3 separate regions of the Sus scrofa genome follow, and all the other regions are linked to region 1. Evidence: chromatin contacts called from public HiChIP or PLAC-seq and promoter capture Hi-C data. All regions are on one chromosome and are shown on one strand. Each heading gives the region's core, a stretch centred on a gene start, on an enhancer-like site or on the middle of the called end of the contact. The rest is flanking DNA. Distances are from core to core; before and after follow the strand shown. Region 1 holds the start of XYLB (xylulose kinase). Region 2 overlaps ACVR2B (activin A receptor type 2B). Region 3 holds the start of EXOG (nuclease EXOG, mitochondrial).

The links. Promoter capture Hi-C pulls out the DNA fragments that hold promoters and counts their contacts. HiChIP or PLAC-seq counts read pairs in DNA pulled down with a chosen protein or histone mark.
Region 2: a promoter capture Hi-C map of skeletal muscle shows a contact between it and region 1, with 6 times the contacts expected there. The contact joins the enhancer-like site here to the promoter of XYLB in region 1. A contact is called at or near these places in 4 of 5 promoter capture datasets (fetal liver, fetal skeletal muscle, liver and 1 more), 22 of 47 Hi-C or Micro-C datasets (adipocytes, adipose tissue, alveolar macrophages and 14 more) and 1 of 2 datasets of contacts at active chromatin or transcription factors (skeletal muscle).
Region 3: a contact with region 1 is called in an H3K27ac HiChIP or PLAC-seq map of alveolar macrophages. The contact joins the promoter of EXOG here to the promoter of XYLB in region 1. A contact is called at or near these places in 4 of 5 promoter capture datasets (fetal liver, fetal skeletal muscle, liver and 1 more), 18 of 47 Hi-C or Micro-C datasets (adipocytes, adipose tissue, alveolar macrophages and 13 more) and 2 of 2 datasets of contacts at active chromatin or transcription factors (alveolar macrophages and skeletal muscle).

Annotation. Positions count from the first base shown.
Region 1 is chr13:23,171,672-23,175,903 of Sscrofa11.1, reverse strand. It overlaps XYLB (xylulose kinase), which reads right to left and starts at 2,035. Exons shown (of 21, transcript XM_021071667.1): 1 at 1,828-2,035; 2 at 214-296. The coding sequence starts at 1,884.
Region 2 is chr13:23,256,302-23,260,451 of Sscrofa11.1, reverse strand. ACVR2B (activin A receptor type 2B) reads right to left here. Exons shown (of 11, transcript NM_001005350.2): 2 at 734-941; 3 at 405-514; 4 at 101-252; 5 at 1-18. Among named protein-coding and RNA genes, the nearest start is that of EXOG, 20 kb to the left of the region's middle. Within about 2 kb of position 2,866, at least 4 of the 83 cell types and tissues checked have an H3K27ac peak or open chromatin away from gene starts, as enhancers often do. A contact at or near this core is called in fetal skeletal muscle and skeletal muscle, where this site is marked.
Region 3 is chr13:23,276,101-23,280,488 of Sscrofa11.1, reverse strand. It overlaps EXOG (nuclease EXOG, mitochondrial), which reads right to left and starts at 2,031. Exons shown (of 11, transcript XR_001300113.2): 1 at 1,125-2,031.

The DNA of each region.
Region 1 (4,232 bases), core at 786-3,285:
CTGGCACAAAGTCTCAGCTATGTATATGAAGTAGTGAGCAGAATGGGAAGGAATGCAGGAGAGCACAACCCAGGCATCGCAGAAAGATGCTGACAGATCCACCAAGACCACCCTCCCACAGTTTGATGTAGCCAGAATAGTGTGGTTTACAAATGTAAAATGTTGAGGGAGGAGCCCAACCCCCGCCCCCATACTTACACACTAGGTACATACCTGAATTCTGGAAGGTCTCTGTCAAAATGCACACTATCCTCATAGAAGACATTCAGCTCTGCATCAACAGCAACAACTTTTACCTGGAAGGCATTTTAAAAAGTAAGGTAGGGGAGTTCCCATTGTGGCTCAGTGGAAACAAATCTGACTAGTATCCATGAGGATGTAGGTTGGATCCCTGGCCTCGCTCAGTGAGTTAAGGATCCGGCATCCCGGTGAACTGTGTGTAGGTTGCAGATGCCGCTCAGATCCAGCATGGCTGTGGTTGTGGCATAGTCTAACAGCTACAGCTCCAATTCAGCCCCTAGTCTGGGAACCTCCATGTGCCGGTGCAGCCCTAAAAAGACAAAATTAATTAATTAATTAAAATAAAATAAAAAAGTAAGGTACAGAATTTTCCTCAGTTTCTACCTGGTCTAAGGATATGAACATCACCAAATGTAGCTCAACTCGCTAGAAAGTGGTTCTGCCTGGAGACCTCCTTGAGGCCCGAGTGCATCACTGTAACCATGGTAACAGAGGTCTCATCGGGGGACATGTCCAAAGACTTAGTAAAATGAAGAAGCTGAGGCTAAGTCGAACACCCATGCAGCTCAGGGAATTTTTGTCCTCCAAACAGCCAGAGCCAAGGCCTTCTAGAGGTGGATATTCTTCTAGAGGTAGATAAGCTGGTTCCTATGTCAAGCAACGAGGTCTGAGAAAGTCCTAGAGGAGAAGGAATACGAGGTGGGTTTGGAGATGTCTCTGGGGCTCCGCACCTGCAGGGGTCTGAGAGATCAGGCAAGGCCCCTGGGCTGTTCCCAAGGACCAGAGACACTTCCCAATGGAGCAGACCTCCAAACCCAAGGGTACAACTCCTTTCTTAGACAGATGCAGAAAATGAGGCCTAGCAAGACAACCTGACCAAGGGTCACAGGGCTTTCTGGTAAGGGATTGGTCACAGCCTTGCTCCGGAGATCCATTCACAGAGAAAGGTTTGACTGCAACTGTGTTAATTTCCCAAGTTAAGGAGAAGGAGCCCCTGGACACCACAGGCCCAATCTGAAGGCAAATTTTGCCTCAGCTTGCCTGTCTGTAGGGCCCTGGGCACGCAGGTTAACCCAGCACACTGGTGCCAACCAATGGCTGTCACAGGTGGGACAAAGTTCATGTGTATACTGTGCCAATTTCGCTTTTTAAAAAAGGCTTCAAGCGGTGTTCTAGTTCTAGGTCACTGGTTCTGCCTGTGTGCCTACCTGTCTGTCTGGTCCTCTCTCTTACAGTAGCTGAATTCTTTGGGTTCCACCAACTGCGCCCAGGGGGCGTGAACCCTTTGGTCCCCAGGGCCCTCTGGGAGCTTTCCAGCTACGTGCCCGCAGGGTCCTGCGGGGGTAGGGGACACGGTGGTGGGGTGGGGTGGGGGTGGGGGAGCCGTTTCTGGAAGGACCGGGGGTCCAGGCCGGGTCACGGTCGCATCTCCCGCGCTGTAGGCACCGGCAGGCACAGCCGGGAAGCCCTAGAAAAGGCGCGCCCGTGGCGTGGCCCAGGGTTCCGGGTGCCTGGTTCACGCCGCCAGCCCGCCCGATGTTGCAAAGAGGGCGGCTACGCCCGGCTGGTCTGGGCCCGCGTTGATACCTGCTGCGTGCTGAAGTCCCATCCCAGGCAGCAGTGGCGAGCTGAGTGTTCGGCCATGGCTGCGGAGGTTCCGGCTACGGGTCGCTCCCGCCGCGGGACTGTCTGCAAGCTCCAACGCGGTCACGCCAGGGCCCGCCCCTCGCCCCGCCCGGCTGGACGCCAGACCCTGGGACCCCGCGGCCTGGCTCTCTGGCGCCGCCTGCCGGTGGGCAGGGCGGGGGACGTGCAGCGACTCAGTCACGGCCTGCTGTTCACACCAGGGTCCTCCACGCAGCCCTCTCCCTCCAACCCCATCCCGCCTCGCCTCGCCCCACCTCCCATCGTGCTCCCTGCAAAGGCTTGGCCCTAACAGTCTGCTTTCCCTCGGAGGACGCCTTGGCCAAAGGATTCACCTTTAAGCCAGCTTGTCCTTGCCTGTCTCTCTGGTGGCCCTGGGGACAGCCATGGCTGTCTCTCGTGCTGGAGAAGCTGTCCACTGATGGTGGTGACACAGGGAAATGTGCCCTGGGGATGGAGGCACTGGGCTCCAGCAGGCCCTGTCCTGAGCCAGCAAATTGAGTAATTCCCCAGCTCTGACATGTGCCACATCTCACCTCTGTATTTAAAGTCAGAGCCTGAGCCCCCCACCCCCTCCATCTGGGGCTCTTTTGTCCTTGAGATCAGCTGGTGTTGATGGTGTCACCTGTGCCATGCATGGTGACGGGGGGTGAGAACCAAATCAGACCCACTCCCTTAATTCCTACAGCTGAAGACACCTCCTCATCCCCTTATTCCCTCTGGTGTGTCCCCTGGATGGCCTCCCGGCACCTACTCAAGTGAGATGCTCTTCCCGGGAGCTCCCAGCCCAGCAGAGCCCTGATGGAATGGTCTGATTACCCGTATCTCTCTTGCTGAACTTGAACTGCTTAGAGCCCAGATCCTCCTCTTAGCCCAAGGTCCCAAGGTCAGTGGCAGAGCTGGACCCAAATCTAGAGAGTTTGGCTCCAGAGCTTAGGTGTTTAACCAGTAAACAAGACAATTTGCTGGAGAGCCTTGTGAGAAGGCCCAGGGGAAAATATAAAAGGCTCTCGAAGGCCAAGGCTACTGGCTCTGTCTCAGGCTGCCTCAGAGGGAGACCTACTCTTGGTGAGGGGTGCCTTTCTCTATGGGTTATGGCATCTGCCTCATTTTGATGACTCATCCTTTCTCTTAATAGAACAGCCTTTTCACTCCAGAGAAAACCAGAGGTGTGGAGGCCATTTGCCTGTGTAAGGAGACTACACACCCACTGTCTGATCCATTGGCAAAGAATGAAGATAGAATTTTTTCTTTTCTGGCCACAGGATCCTTAACCCCATTGTGCAGAGACAACGCTGGATCCTTAAACTGCTATGCCACAGCAGGAACTCCAAAGACAGAAATCATTTAGGGCTACACCTGTGGCATACGGAAGTTCCCAGGTGAGGGGTCGAATCGGAGCTACAGCTGTCAGCCTTCACCACAGCCGTAGCAACATGGGATCCAAGCTGCTCTGCAACCTACACCACAGCTCACAGCAATGCCTGACCCCCTGAGTGAGACCAGGGATCAAACCTGCATCCTCATGGATACTAGTCAGGTTCTTCCCCCCCCCAATGAATTTTATTACATTTATAGTTGTACAACAATCAGCACAACCAAATTTTATAGCATTTCCAGCCCAAACCCCAGCGCATCTCCCCACCCTCCAAGCTGTCTTATTTGGAACTAGTCAGGTTCTTAAGCTGCTGAGCCACAGAGGTAACTCTAAAGACAGAAATCTTAATTCTGAGTTATTAATACCTACAGTTTCCTGGTGGCCTAGTGGGTTAAGGATATGACATTGACACTGCTATGGCTTGGGTCACTGCTATAATGCAGATTTGATCCCTGGCCCGGGAATTTGAACAGGCCTCAGGGGAGGCCAAAACAAGAAAAAACCCAAGGTGTCCATACCACCCATGTTGTCCTCCTGTTGTTGATGCCCAGGTTGCAATGGCCTGAGGCTGGTCTTTTGCTTATCAGCCTCCAAACTTGAACCTGGATCCCTGCATAGAGCCTGTCAAAGAACTCCTGCTCTGATTGGGAACCGAGTAGAGACTGCCCTGAAGCATCTCTTATCAATTGACCAGATTGCCCACAGTCCCTAGCAAGGCTCCTATCCTCCTGGGGTCCTTAAGGGTACCACAACCTGAGGGCAAAGCTCAGAAGAGGAGTCACATAATCAGATTTGCAGATTAGGAAGGTCACTCAAAATGCTGTGTGGAGAAGGGAGACAAAGGGGAAGAAGGGAAAATTAGAATGTGTTTGGAGGTGGTCTGAACTAGGGCTTATGCCTCAGAGGTGCTGAGGATGGAGAGAAGCAGATGGATTCAGGAGATACTTAGAACCCCATGGACTGAGGGAGG
Region 2 (4,150 bases), core at 1,617-4,116, 84 kb before region 1:
GGGTGGAGGTCCAGGGTCCTGGAGAGATCAAGGGCTTAATAGGACCTGGCCTGGCCTCCCCACCTCTATCCCGCCTTGCCCCAAGCCAGCCCCGTCTCACCTCATGGATGTCCACGTGGCCATAGGGGGGCTTGCGATGCCGGTACATCCAGAAGGCCAGCAGGACTATGAGGGAGAGGCCCCCGATGGGCAGCAGCGAGTAGGCCAGCACAGTGAGCAAGGTGGGGGCTGTCGGGGGTGGCTCGTACGTGACTGGGGGACACATGGAGCCCGGCGTCACACAGCCCGCCTACCCACACACCTCCAGGGCCAGACCAGAGAGCCCTGCAGCTGCTCCCCACCCAGCAGGAGCTGAGCGCTCCGGGACCTCAGCTGGCCCACGTCTCCTCCCCGGTGGCCCTCACCTTCTGGGCCCCCTGCCTCAGGCAGGTGGGTGAAGCGCTCGTTGCAGAAGTTGCCTTCACAGCAGCAGAAGTACACCTGGGGGTTCTCCTCGGTGGCCACACACTCCTGCCTGGAGGCACAGTTTCCCATCCGCCCCTCAGTTGAGGGGCACAGACTCCCCGGGGCAGCCCAGCCAAACCCCTCCCCAAAGAGAACCCCACGGGGAACCACCGTCCCTAAAGCAGGAAGTCAAGAGGGCTAACCAAGGGTGGACACGCACTCAGAGAGACCCGGTACCACCCCTGCTGGCCCAGGAGAGCCCCTCCTCGGCCCTGGCGGCACCGACTACCTGTCGTAGCAGTTGAAGTCGTCTAGCCAGCAGCCCTTCTTCACAAGCTCAATGGTGCCTGAGCTGTTGCGCCAGGAGGCGTAGCAGTGTAGCCGCTTGTCCTGCTCACCCTCACAGCGCTCCAGGCCACTCTGGTTGGTGCGCTCCAGCTCCCAGTTGGCGTTGTAGTAGATGCACTCCCGTGTCTCGGCCTCCCCACGCCCGGAACCTGCGCCAGGGGGAGGGAGATGCTGAGCCACCCAGGCCATGTCAGGGAGGCTGGCTGGCCAGGGCTGGACTCCCCGGCCAGATGCACAGGGAAGGGTTTTACTGGCTCCTGAGGCCCCTGAGTGGGAGTGGGCCTGCAGCAGTGAATGGAGGGGCCCTCAAACCCCAAAGCATGTCAGAATCACTATTAGGGTGCAGCAGAGAGTGTTGCTAAAAATGCATATTTCTAGGCCCAGCCCAGACCCATTCAACTAGAGTGGGCCTTAATCTACATTTTGAACCACCCCTTCTGTCTCAGAAACTAGGAAGGCACTTCCTGCCGCTGCCTCAGCCTTGTCCCACACTCACCAGAGTCCTCCAGGGAGACAATGCTAGTGTGTGTCATCGTCCCCCGACCCCCACCAAAACACACACCCCTGACCAGACCTGATGGGAAACGAGCACCCTCCAGGGTCCCTTCTGCACCCAGCAAACAGCACCTGCGCCTGGCTGGACTGGAGAAGGTGGTAAAGGATCAGGAAGGTTAAGGCTCCCAGCATCACCATGGGGGAATGTGTGCACCAAGCGGGGCTGGCTGGTGGAGAGCAAGGGTAACAGAGGATCCTCCCAGCTGGGCTTGGTCCTCAAGACCCCTGTAGGTACTTCCTACCCACTCCCGTTCCCCTTCTGCCCTGTGCATGGGCCATCCAGGTCGCTGAACACTTCAGCCCAACTGCCCCTTCAAACACAGCCTCCAACATTTACCAAGTCCATTCCTCTTACCATGCCCTCCCAAAGAGCCCCCAGTCCCGGCCCCCAAATCTGCCCCACTGTCCCCAGGACCCCTACAACCCTGTGGCCTTTTGCATCCTCCATTTACCCAATTTATCTTCCTTGACTAGTTGCTTGTTGTTGTTTAAAGGATTATTTCAGACATTCAAGAAGTCTAAAAATAATATAACTAAAAATAATCCCTAGGAGAAAATAATGTAATGAACACTCACATAAGAAACAAAGCAAATGTGCTTGAGGACTGTCTTTTAAACAGCCTTCCCCTCAGTAAAGTTGATGAAGGCAGAAGCCATGCCTGCCGAGTGCTAGAACTGGTTCTGGACACAGGCGGAATAGATGGATGGATGGAAGGACGGAAGGAAGGATCTATGGTCGGACACAAGGACATAGTTATCTCCTGGCTAGAGCAGGATTTTGAAAGGAGGGGACAATAGGGCAGCCTCAGCCTATAAGCCAAGCCCCCGAGCCTCAGAGGAGCTTCCATCTCCCCTCAGACAACAAGCCCCTGCTCCCACATGTGACGTCAGGAGCCCAAACAAGAGAGGCCACTAGACATCAAGAGTGGTCCAAAGCTGGTCTAGCTCCACTCTGCAAGCTGATGACCAGGCAGGGAACCCTCTGGACACTACTGTGGGCAGGATCTATGTGGACAGGGCTGGGAACCCCAAACCTCAAGGCTCCAGGTAGGACCGAAGGGTCCAGGATGACATTAGACCCCCACCTGACAAGATCCTCCTACAGACTAAGTGAGAAAAAGGTGGCCTTGACTGCATTCAAGTCCTGGTGCTGACACCTCCAGCTACCCTGTGCCTCTGTGTCCCCACTTGTGAAAAAGGGGGTGATAACAGTACTTACTGCCTTGGCTGTTTCAAGAACGAAATGACTTAAAGAGTGGTTGGAACAATGCCTGGCACGGCTGCTGTTCTATCAGAGCCAGACCCCTCCCTGCTACCTATGCCATCTTGTCACAACACAAGCCTCCACCCCATCAAGCTGGCAGTGTGTACACCCACACCTGCAAGAGCTTTGCATTCAGAGCCCCGGGGGGATCAGGGGAGACTGGGAGACACCATGCCTCCCCCCACCTCCAGCTCAGGCTCTGCTGCCAACTGGAGAGGGATCCCCTCCCCATACCTCTTCTGCACACACTCAGCTATTTATAGCCTCTGGCAACACTCCAACCACAAGGCCCTCTGCCTTTTACCAGGCATGGGGCTCCTGCCCACACCCACAGAGCCAGGGCCCCAAGCACAGCAGGCTCCCCCGACCTTAGCCCACTGCCCATTTCTGCAGGAGAGGAAACTGAGCACCCCCCCCCCGCCCAAAGACACTTGGGCAAGGGGCTGGCTCTACCCCCAAGCACCAGCCAACCCAACCTCTGGCCTCCAAAGGAACCAGGTATCCAAGCAGCAGTGTCTCCAATGGGCAGTCCTTAAGTTCCAAGGGGGCTACACCTTGGTGGAAAGAAGTCCCCAGTGTTCCCCAAGCCCTCAGAGCAGAGAAACCCCGCTCCTGGACACACACCACCACCAAAAAAACATATTCAGGTTCCACTCAGAACCCACATTCCAGGAGGTGGATGAAGCTACATGGACCAGCTGTGATACTTGAGGTCTGTTTCCCAGGCCAATCAGCCCTGGATGCACTGGGCTTGTTCCAGTGGTGAGAAAAGAGGGAAATCCACTGGGGAGGGGGAAAGAGAGAAGGAGTCTTGGTGGAGGGTTTGGAGCTAGAGCAGTCACACCTCCCCTGGGGTCCCCGAACTCTGGGATGGAGGTGCACCCAGCCCAGCCAACATCTCCCAGAGGTACTACAAACCCCAGCAGCAAGTGGGTCATTGCACTCTGCCCTTGGCACCTGGAGGCCCCTCAGCAGCCCCTACCTCCCTCTGCAGGCACTGGAGAGTGACAAGACCAGGATGCATCTCAAGGCCCGTGTCCCCCACACTCCCTCAGGCCCCTGGCACCAGTGCACCCTCCCAGGAACCGCCGAGGCTGAGTGAGGCAAGCCCAGCCTTCTCCTCGTGGTCCAGCCTTCAGGTCTGCCAAGAGAGAGGCAGCCACCGCCTGCCCCGCAACAGTGACCACGCTCCCTTCCTGGGAGGCCCTGCTTTAGATGCTAACCAAAAGTTAGCTGAGCACCTGCTGTCCCAGCAGGCTCAACCAGAGGACTCCCTGGAGTCCTGAAGGTGAGGGCTCCCAGCGACAGTATCTGAGCTGTAACTCCATGTGGATGCTGACTCCATGTTCCCCAGTCCACAGAGGAGCATCTTCACTGCCTTTCCCACGACCAGAGGGAGGCTGGCCAGGTGTAGTAGGGGCCACAGACAACCGAAATGGAGGCAAGAGCGTGGGCTAGCACCACACACACACACACACACACAGGTGTGCACATACAGACCATGGAATGGCACATACAGACAAGAGGCAGGAAAAGAAT
Region 3 (4,388 bases), core at 782-3,281, 100 kb before region 1:
AAAAACTCATGTCATTACTAGTCATTGGTATGACTAAATGGGAGAGAGCCTGCCAACTCATTATGTTTAAAGAGTTAGTGTGTGGAGTTCCCGTCGTGGCGCAGTGGTTAACGAATCCGACTAGGAACCATGAGATTGCGGTTCGATCCGAGGCCTTGCTCAGTGGGTTAACGATCCGGCCGTGAGCTGTGGTATAGGTCGCAGACACGGCTCGGATCCTGCGTTGCTGTGGCTCTGGCGTAAGCTGGCAGCTACAGCTCCAATTTGACCCCTAGTCTGGGAACCTCCATATGCGGCGGGAAGGGCCCAAGAAATGGCAAAAAGACAAAAAAAAAAGTTAGTGTGGAGACAAAAGCACAGCCTTTTAAGTATTTGTAAAGGACCATGGTTCCTCCACACTGTTTTCAATGCTCCCATACTGAAGCAGAGACACGTGCTGCAGCAAGGCAGTGGTAAAACTAGTACAATTTTTCCTAGTGAGAGAAACCAAGTACACAATGAAGAGAGAGCTGTTTTCAAAATAATCCTCTTGATGCCCTCTGCAGGTTTCAACCCACCAGGATAGCTCTCTTGCTAAATGCGAAGTATCAGAAGGACCAAGTTAAATTAGCACGACGGGGACATTAAGAGATGAGATGAGCATGAGCTCATTTACTATGTCAAATATAAGGTATCCCTGATAACCTGCGGACTTACATACTTTAAAGAAAGGCTAGCAGGTGTTCTTCATTTGAACAATGATAAAATGAGGACTACTAAATATATGTCACTCATCCGTACTTACTGGAAGCCAATTATCTGCCAGGTCCCAGGCTGAGTAAATGGTGGAGAACGAAACTGACACGGTCCGAACGGTTATGGGACTAACAATCTAGGGGAGGGCATAGTAAAACACACATGTCGAGACTAATACTTTGGTGCAAGGGGGCGGGGGCAGATCCCCAGAGGAAGGAAGTGCACAAAGGAGGCAGGCGGGACGCGACGCAGAGTGGGGGCCGGGCCGGGGAACTGGACCGCGGACAACCCGGGGCCGGATGAGTGGAGACCGCGCGCGTCTAGGGTTACGGCTGGCTCCTACCCGAGATAGGAACCCGGGCCTGAGCTCTAGGGGCCCACACACTCACCGTCCGGCTCTTTCACCGCCAACGCAGGCTCAGCGTCCCGACTCCGGAGGAACTGCACGGCAGTAAGCCCCGCTCCTGCAGCGCCCACGACAGCTCCGGCCACAAAACCACTCAAAAAGCGCCGGGAGCCACGGAAGCGGGAAGCAAAACTTTTGACAACCATCTTGCCCGCGGCACCTGCCTTTCGCCGTAGCGCATGCGCGCCCCGGAAACCTGACAGCCAATCGCTACCCTGGGGCCAAGATACGCATGCGCCCCCTGGAGTCACCTGGCCCTGAGCCTCTCCCGGAGCGCAAGGGCGTGCCTTTCCTACCAAGCCCTCGCGCGCCCCCTGGTGACAAACTTGGAGGCCCAGGGGCATCCTGTCTCCATCCTTGGTCTGCTGGATGACGGATAACAACAGCATGATGCCTTGAAGGCTCAGTATGTGCATGTACAGTCTTAAGAAGAAAATACCTTTAGTCCCACTTAATAGGTAAGTAGTAAGTCATTTTCACATGTTTACACAAAGTTCTTCAGAGCCAAAATTCCAACTCGGGTCTGATTCCAAAACCTGTGCCACATTGGATGTCTTTATAACACTTGGTTTTGAAGTCACATGGTATATAAATCATAACTTCGAAAAATAGCTTTGCACCTCCTAAGGGGTTTCTTGACAAGACAGTACTCCATGGTGGCTGAGGACTCTGAATCCAGATGCAGAGCTTTGGATCCCCACCCAACCATTTCCTTCTTAAAATAGGAATAGGAAGAGTTCCCATTGTGGCTCACTGGTAACGAACCCCACTAGTATCCATGACGATTCGGATTCCATCCCTGGCCTCGCTCAGAGGGTTAAGGATCCCACGTTGCCCTGAGCTTGGTGTAGATTCCAGATGCCGCTTGAATCCTGAGTTTTGTGGCTGTTGCTGTGACTATGGTGCAGACCGGCAGCTGTAGCTCTGATTTGACCCATAGCCTGGGAACTTCCATATGCTCTAGTGCAGCCCTATAAAGCAAAAAATAATAGTAATAATTATAATAATAATACTCTTAGGCCATAGGGTTCTTATGAGGATTAAGGGAGGCTAACGATGTAAAGTGCTTAGGGAGGGACCTGGGGCATGTTGTTAAGCGCTGCTAATGTTAGAAATTTTTATTTAGTCAACGGTTTTATCTTTTTTTGTTGTTTTTGTCTTTTTGTCTTTTTAAGGCCACACCCATGGCATATGCAGGGTCCTAGGCTAGGGGTCGAATTGGAGCTACAGCTGCCAGCCTACACCACAGCCACAGCAATGCCAGGTCATTAACCCACTGAGCAAGGTCAGGGATCACACCTGCATCCTCATGGATACTAGTCAGGTTCATTAACCAGTGAGCCATGATGGGAACTCCTGTTTTATTTATCTTGATAGAATATAAATCCAGATTGCTGAATGCTCACCAACAAAGGAAGGACATTATGTCATTGGATTTTTTTGGCCCTGTGGCATGCACAAGTTTCCAGGCCAGAGATCCAACTCAATCTACAGCAGTAACAATGCTGAATCCTTAACCTGCTGAGCCACTAGGGAACTCCAGGAAGGATGATTGTTTTCTGCACTCTCACTCACAAATAAATGGGTCTTCTTAATTTTGCAGCACAAACTCCAGCATTCCATCTGGATTTAGTTTAAGCAGGAGGCCATGTCTAATAACCAGCTGAAGTGTAGTTTTAAGTTTCATGGCCCCATGCCCCTTCCCCCTAGGAATACCTGTCATGAGGTCATTTTGTATAATCCTCAGGGCCTCTGACACTAACTAGTTGAGCCAGATCAACCAGATTCTTTTTATGGATTTTGGATCTGGAACTTTCTCAGGATAGCAAAGCTGTGACACATAAAACTGTGGCACTACCCACACAGCCTTTTTTCCAAGTAGACAACAACAGATGCATCTAGTCTCCCACTGAGCACCTCTGGAACAAGTGCTGAGACACAGGTGAAAGCTTGCAATGCTGACCCCAACTTCTAAGCCTCTGAAAGAAGCCCAGACACATCCTGCCTTTACCCAGGGCTGGGCTGACCACTTTCCCCCAGGATCCTTCTAGCAAAGCCCCCTTTCTGTTTAATGGTGTCCGTCATTTCCTACAGGGAGTTCCCTGCTGGCCTAGTGGTTAAGGATTTGGTGGTGTCACTGCTTTGGCTCAGGTTTGACCCTGGCCAGGAACCTCCACATACCACAGTCGTAGCCAAAAAAAAAAAAAAAAAAAAAAATTATTCCAAAGAGCTCCAAGCAGGTTATGTAAGGTTTATAATAAACAATGAACAAAAAAGGCACTGACCCCTCCCCCAGGATTCAAAGCTGGTGTTTCTCCGCTTAGTAAATATTAGTCATAGGCCAGAAAAATCTTTTATGTTACTACAGAAAGCAGTGAGGTGATTTCTGGGGCTTTCCTGTTTTAGTAGGGACTATCATTATTTTATTAGCAGGGAACCATGTTTTCATCTAGTGAGATAAGTCAGGAACCCTAAAATGGGGGACTGGCTTGCTGATTCAGATTGGGGGTGGGGCCCCATCACTGTATTTTTAATAGCTCAGCAAATCACCCTGGTACTCAGCCACATTTGGAAATGGCAGAGTTTGTATTGTGCAGTAGTCCTGAATATAACTTATTTTTTAGGTTTCTCTGCTCCACTTACAAAATATTGCTCAAAGTTGTCTGCAAAGTATGAGAGTAGGGGGTAGGGTTGTATGTGCGGGGATCTTGGGGGTTTGGAAGATACACCCCAGTGAAGAAACAAACTGAAAGTCCCAGGACAGTCCATTAAGGAAAAGCCCACAGTGTCTCCACCTAGGTCCTGAGCCTCTAAAGGGCAAAACTGGAAACCTGTGATTAGCCCATCCCGCAGCCTTTGGCAGCCTAGGCCCTCAGCTATTAACACTGCAAGTTAACAAACAGGAACTCTTGGGGGTGCTCAAGCTGGTCCTGTAAGTGGGAAAACATGATTTTATTTATTTCTCTTTTTATCTTTTAAGGCCACACCCATAGCATATGGAAGTTCCCAGGCTATGGGTCAAATCGGAGCTATAGCTGCCGGCCTACGCCAGAGCCACAGCAACTAGAGAACTGAGCCACATCTGTGACCTCCACCACAGCTCACACCCACCGAGCGAGGCCAGGGATCAAACCCTCGTCCTCATGGATGCCAGTTGGGTTCGTAAACCACCGCGCCACAATGGGTACTCCCCATTCTATTATTTCTAAATCCCATGAAAAGAAACCTCAATCCCCTGCATGTGATT